Regions from separate parts of the Mus musculus genome. Here region 2 is linked to region 1. Evidence: chromatin contacts called from public Hi-C data. All regions are on one chromosome and are shown on one strand. The core of a region is the stretch at or near the end of the contact, and the rest is flanking DNA. Distances in the headings are between cores, read along the strand shown. Region 1 has its middle 100 kb from the start of Enkur. Region 2 overlaps Enkur (enkurin, TRPC channel interacting protein).

Region 1 (2,700 bases), core at 181-2,680:
AACTCTTGGTGACAAAAAAAAAATTCAGTTATTTGTTTTTCTTTGAATGAGTTATAAGCACATTATGGGTACTTGGATACATGACCTTTAGCTGATCCAATTTGTACCTGTTTCCCAAACTATGATGTCACCTCTCACTATTCCCTCACATGCAGTCCTTGTTCTAGCTGACACCACACAATCTCACACTTCTCAGCCCCTGCCACCCTTCCATGCTGGCTCACCAGTTCTCACCCGGCTGTCTACAGCAACCTTGAATCTGGTTTCTCTTCCTCTGCCTGCAGTCTATCCCATCCTGAACACAGAATCCCTGCCATCCTCTGAAACTACAGACCATGCTGCTCTTCCATTTGCCCCAAAGGCTTCTCTTCAAAGCTCCAATTTCCAAGTTCCAGGTCATTACGAAAGTGGGGACGATTCCATTTACTATGTTTTGAAAGCAGATTTTGACACTGTAGAATAACACAGTCTCTATACTAAGTAAAATATAAACACAACATCTAAATGTTCCCTACCATTTATCATCAAAATGCAAGGCACTTTAGAGAGGAAACAATTCAGTTTAAATGGCTGCCCGGCTTTCAAGGCAGAGTCACCTAGCAGAGCAACTGCAGAAATAGATGAGCTGTCAGTATCCCTGGTTGACTCAGGCACATCTTAGCTTAGAGATCAGAGGGTGGCACCATCAGGGACCACTGTGCTAACTGTTCCTCATCGCTTGATCCCTTAGATAACTGCACATGTACTGATCTAGTTTATAAGATGATTAATTGTGTGATTTTCAATAATTATAAATCCCTCTGTTGGGTATTATTATTATTTCAATGGCTCCAAACTCTTTAACTTATGTCAGGTCTAAACTCATAATGCTTATGCTCAGATAACAGGCTTAGTACAATTCTCTTTTGATCATGACAATCAAGAGGTTAGAATCAACAAGCCAGGCATGAAATCTCTTATCCGGGGACTTAGGAAGGACCAAAATGGCCCTTCCAGGTCTGCCCACGTGATATAGCATGCCTCTCTTAGAATATATTTTCATTTTCGACTAAACCCCTTGGGGCAATGATTCCAAAGCAAGTTTCAGAATCTGTTTTTCTTTAACACAGGGCCCAGAACTCAGCCCCTGGACAACCCTCCCTGAATCCTACATTAGAAACAGTATTTCCATGCTTATTTTTTAAAGGGCTGGAAGATCTTTAAATTCAGAGACTAATGAAATTTTATGTTTCCCCTGGGGAAACTACTAGATTTCTGGGAAATATCCATGTGCCCTGAATTTTTTTTTAATGTTGATAAATTGAATGACCATGAACTGAAATACAAAAACTGAAATTCAAAACCCACACACTGTTCCTTGAACATCTCAGCTCAAGGGCTCTAAAGCTATAAATTTTCAAGCCAGATAGACAAAAATAAATCATAGGTCTAGGACTCAAAATCATATATTTAAATATGAAAATGAAGTTAATAATAGCCTCAAGTAAACACTTCAGGACACTGAACCGACTTGCTAAAGTTTTAAATATTTTCTTCAAGAATGAGGAATGTGACTATTTCTACTGAAAGATTCCAATTTGGTCTTGGTTTCTGTGAAAATAGAAAGAAAGTCATGATGTACTCTCAACAGCTTTTTCCTGAGGTGGTTGCTATCTGCTTTCTGTTCCACGAACCATCGAGAACAAAACCAATGCCCTCACGCATCCAGGACTTCAGAGTGAAAACCAAGGAGATCCCGAGTCGAAACAGAACAAAGGTGAGCCTGAGGCCACTTGGTGCCTGGCAACCATTTTCTTCCTGGCCTGCCAACACCCTCAGACTACAAGGTGTTCACTGGCCCCAGCCTCCCATGGGTGCAGGAGAATCCTAACCTTACAAATTCGATAGCTGGTTTAAAGGGCAGAGTTTCAGAAAAGTTAAGTGACCTTTGTTTAGGAATATATCAAGAAAATATGACCCTGAGACCCATTCTGCTTCATATAAGGCCCAGGACATGGAATTGCTCTTCAGCTACACTCACCATGACGCAAATGATGCTCTCTCAGGCCTAACTCTGAGACAGTACCAATGATAATGACTTTGTTTATTGATCCCAGGTTAGGATGATCTAGCACCGGGGCTTTTCCTTGTGGCATCCAATTTACTACTCATAAACTATCTTCTTGTGAGATCCGGTCTCCTTATTGCCCTTATTTTACGAGGGAAAACACCACAATCAGAAGCATTCAGTAACTTGGTACCAAAACACAGTCTGCTGTAACTTTAGTTTTTTCAAACCCTACTCTTAATGATGGTTCTTAAATGCTTTAACCTCCCTTCTAGCCCACAACTCACCAGAGGTAGAAAAGGGAAAATGGACTTGTTTATAAAGGCTCTTTGGAGCAACTCCCATTTGAGTTGTCTGGAAATTGGCGGGTCATTCACAGGAGTTAGCGGCAGCAGCTCGATCCACTTGCAAATGTTTCACGGGAATGTCAGCAGTCCAGTTCAGGAGAATCGGACACTGTCATGGAACAACTTAGCAGGAACAAGCAGGCCTTAGCCTCAGCACAAGTCAGCAGAAGGGACCAGCAAGAATGCCAGCAGCTGTTCTTGGCTGTGCCTCTCTCAGCAAAGCAAAGATCAGCTAAGGCATGAGACCCATAAGCATTGTACAGCTAGCTCTGTAAGCAAGCCTAGCTCAGCCTCCATCACTGTCTG
Region 2 (2,726 bases), core at 95-2,594, 80 kb after region 1:
CAGCCCTGGAACTCAGGAACTTAGGTTAGCTGTCCAGTGGTCCCTCCCACTGCTGCCCCCTCCCCCACTGCCAGGATCTACCTGTTTCTTCCACATTCCTGCTAAGATCACAGCACATGTCGCCATGCCTGTCACTCTTACATGGGTGCTGGGGATCAAGCTCAGCTCCCCATGCTCACAAGGTAGACACTTCATACAACAAACCACCCCACCCCCACCTTCACCTCCTCTCTGCTCAGAAGTTTCTATTTTATCCTTATTCTTCAACATGGAGGTCTCATATTTTATTTAGTAAAATGTTATTGTAAGAAAAATACCAAAATTCAATTTTACAATGACCTTTTTGTATATCTTTTCAATATATTACAAAGACTAAATCATCTTCCATATAGTCAAGGGCTCCATACTTCCTGTTAATGTATTCTAGACATTGTTGGAATGTCATTAGATGTAGAACACATGCTAATTTAATAACATAGTTAATGTTTTATGATCTCTAAAACCAACAAATTTAAAATTAAGGATCTCTTAGGAGCTATAAACGCCATTTCCATCTTTGCCTGGCTACATTTCTCGCTCCACTACACCAGGGGCACCACTGACAGGTCTTAAACTACAAATTCAATTCATTCAGTGAAGTTTTACAAAGCAGCACTTTTCATTCATCATAGATCATTTTATTTACACACTTGTCTGTAACAAACTCTACTCCTGGGCGTAATGGTGGAGATAAGAAGATATAGCAGGAGCTTTCAGAGAAGCCAGCCTGTCTGAATTGGTAAACTCCAGGTTCAGTTGGAGACCCTTTCTCAAAAAATATGGTAGACAGTGACAGAAGTCACCCCCACATTGACCCCTAACCTCCACATATGAATACATATAAGTTGGTTTGGAAATATTTTTTATACATTAGAAAAGTTTTGTCTTTCTAAAGCACATATATGCACACTCATGTATATTTCTGAGTGTGCCTGGGCATGTATGTACACAGGTACACATGTGTGTATACGTGCAGACACAAAGAAAAAGTAAATTGCATGTCAAGAGAGAAAGAGCAAGCTTTGGAAGTCCACAAAGGAAGCAAAAGGATGCCACAAAAGAGCAGATGCCATGTGAATAAAGAGAAAGCCAACCTGGGTCATGTAGGCTAAGAAGAAACAGATGCCATTTCTAAAAGTTGAGCCACATAGGCAACAGGCAGTCCCACCATTAGGACAAGTCCAAAGCAGCATTCACAAGCTGTCATTCCATTTTGGTGAGATGGTGAGAAATCCCACAGTGTCATTCTGGGTGACTCAGGGCAACTAACAGGCAGCATCTTGAGCAAGATCCTATTAAAAACCAAGCTTCCTTGAAGTGTGAGAACAGGCCTAGCAGCTTTGGTTTGGCCTGCCACAGGGTCAGGGTGTGGGAAGTCTCTGGAGGCAGAAGTAGAGACCAGCAGGCTGGAGGCTGACAAATCCAGGCTGTAGACAACAGGAAGCTGGGCAGGGAAGTGCATGGGGAAGGATAATCTAACCCTGGAGGCCAGAAACAGACACAAATCAACAAAGAATCGCTCTGCAGTCTGATCAACCTCTGGACCATGATTACTGACTTGCACTGCCGTACAGCCCCAGAAACCTGATGTTTCAGGCATGGTCTGTATACCTAAGAGCTGCTTCCCTCCAACATGGCAGTTAGTACTCAAGAGTTCTTGCAAGTATAAAGACAGTTTCTGCTTGAGCAGATCGCAGTGCTGTGATTGCTTCTCACACTCCCAAGACATTTGGGAGAGATCTTCACGTTTGGGAGACATCTCCAGCTAGAACACTAGCTATCACAGGGATGCAGTACAGCATGTATGTAAAGGATGAGACAATTGCCTGGCCCACAGGCTGAAAAGTTACATGTGGCCAGCAAAGATTCCTGAGAAGAAGAGTAAAGCCACCAAAGTAAAGACAGACCTGGTGAACATCTGGTTTCTCAGTATTGACTCAGCAGCAGTGTAAAGCTGGGAAAGGAAGGGAGTCCACTAGTTCAACTGACCCTGCCTCCACCCCAGAACATATGTAAGTGTCAGTTTCTAATCTTCAAGGGCCTTCAATAGCCAAAGCAATTCTTATCAAAAGAGTGATGCTGGAGGACTCTCAATGCCTGATTTCAGACTATATTAGAGAGCTACAGTAACAAAAACAGCTTGGTACTGGCTTAAATGCAGATATGCAAACTGATGGAATAAAAGAGAGGACCCAGAAATAAACCCACAGAGATATAACCACTGAATTCTTGACAAAGGTGTCAAAAAAGAAAAAAAAAGACACATTGAGAAAGAGAGAGTATTTTCAAAACACGGGGCTGAAAAAAATGGAATTTCTGAGTGTGCAATGAAACTACTCAGATCAGTTCAAAATGCATAGAAGGGATCTTAAGGTAAGACCCGAAGCTTCGCAGTGACTGGGGAAGATGTGTGGGAAATACTTGAGGACATCAGCAGAGGCAACAGGACTGCAACAGCACTGTAAATGAGCCCAATGATTGAGAGTCAGGATACATGAAAGCAAAGCTTTTCTCAGGGTCTGCAGAGAGGGCTCAGAAGTTAAGAGGACTGGCTGCTCTTCTAAAAGGCCACGGTGTGTTTCCCAGTTCTCACACAGCGGCTCATAACTATCTATAACTCAGTTGTAGGAGATCCAACACCTCTCTGACCTCCACAGGCACCAGGCATGTATGTGGTATACACACAT

What was found. Hi-C and Micro-C count contacts between places; a contact is called where the count stands out from the background.
Region 2: a Hi-C map of the 3T3-L1 cell line shows a contact between it and region 1, with 4 times the contacts expected there. The contact joins two enhancer-like sites. A contact is called at or near these places in 1 of 39 promoter capture datasets (the 3T3-L1 cell line), 17 of 484 Hi-C or Micro-C datasets (the 3T3-L1 cell line, the HPC-7 cell line, the N1E-115 cell line and 11 more) and 4 of 115 datasets of contacts at active chromatin or transcription factors (embryonic stem cells, fibro-adipogenic progenitors and heart atrium).

The regions. Positions count from the first base shown.
Region 1 is chr2:21,101,766-21,104,465 of GRCm38.p6, forward strand. It overlaps the pseudogene Gm13377. Among named protein-coding and RNA genes, the nearest start is that of Enkur, 100 kb to the right of the region's middle. Within about 2 kb of position 1,431, at least 3 of the 459 cell types and tissues checked have an H3K27ac peak or open chromatin away from gene starts, as enhancers often do.
Region 2 is chr2:21,181,652-21,184,377 of GRCm38.p6, forward strand. All of the region lies in intron 4 of Enkur (enkurin, TRPC channel interacting protein), which reads right to left. Among named protein-coding and RNA genes, the nearest start is that of Enkur, 22 kb to the right of the region's middle. Within about 2 kb of position 1,345, at least 43 of the 459 cell types and tissues checked have an H3K27ac peak or open chromatin away from gene starts, as enhancers often do.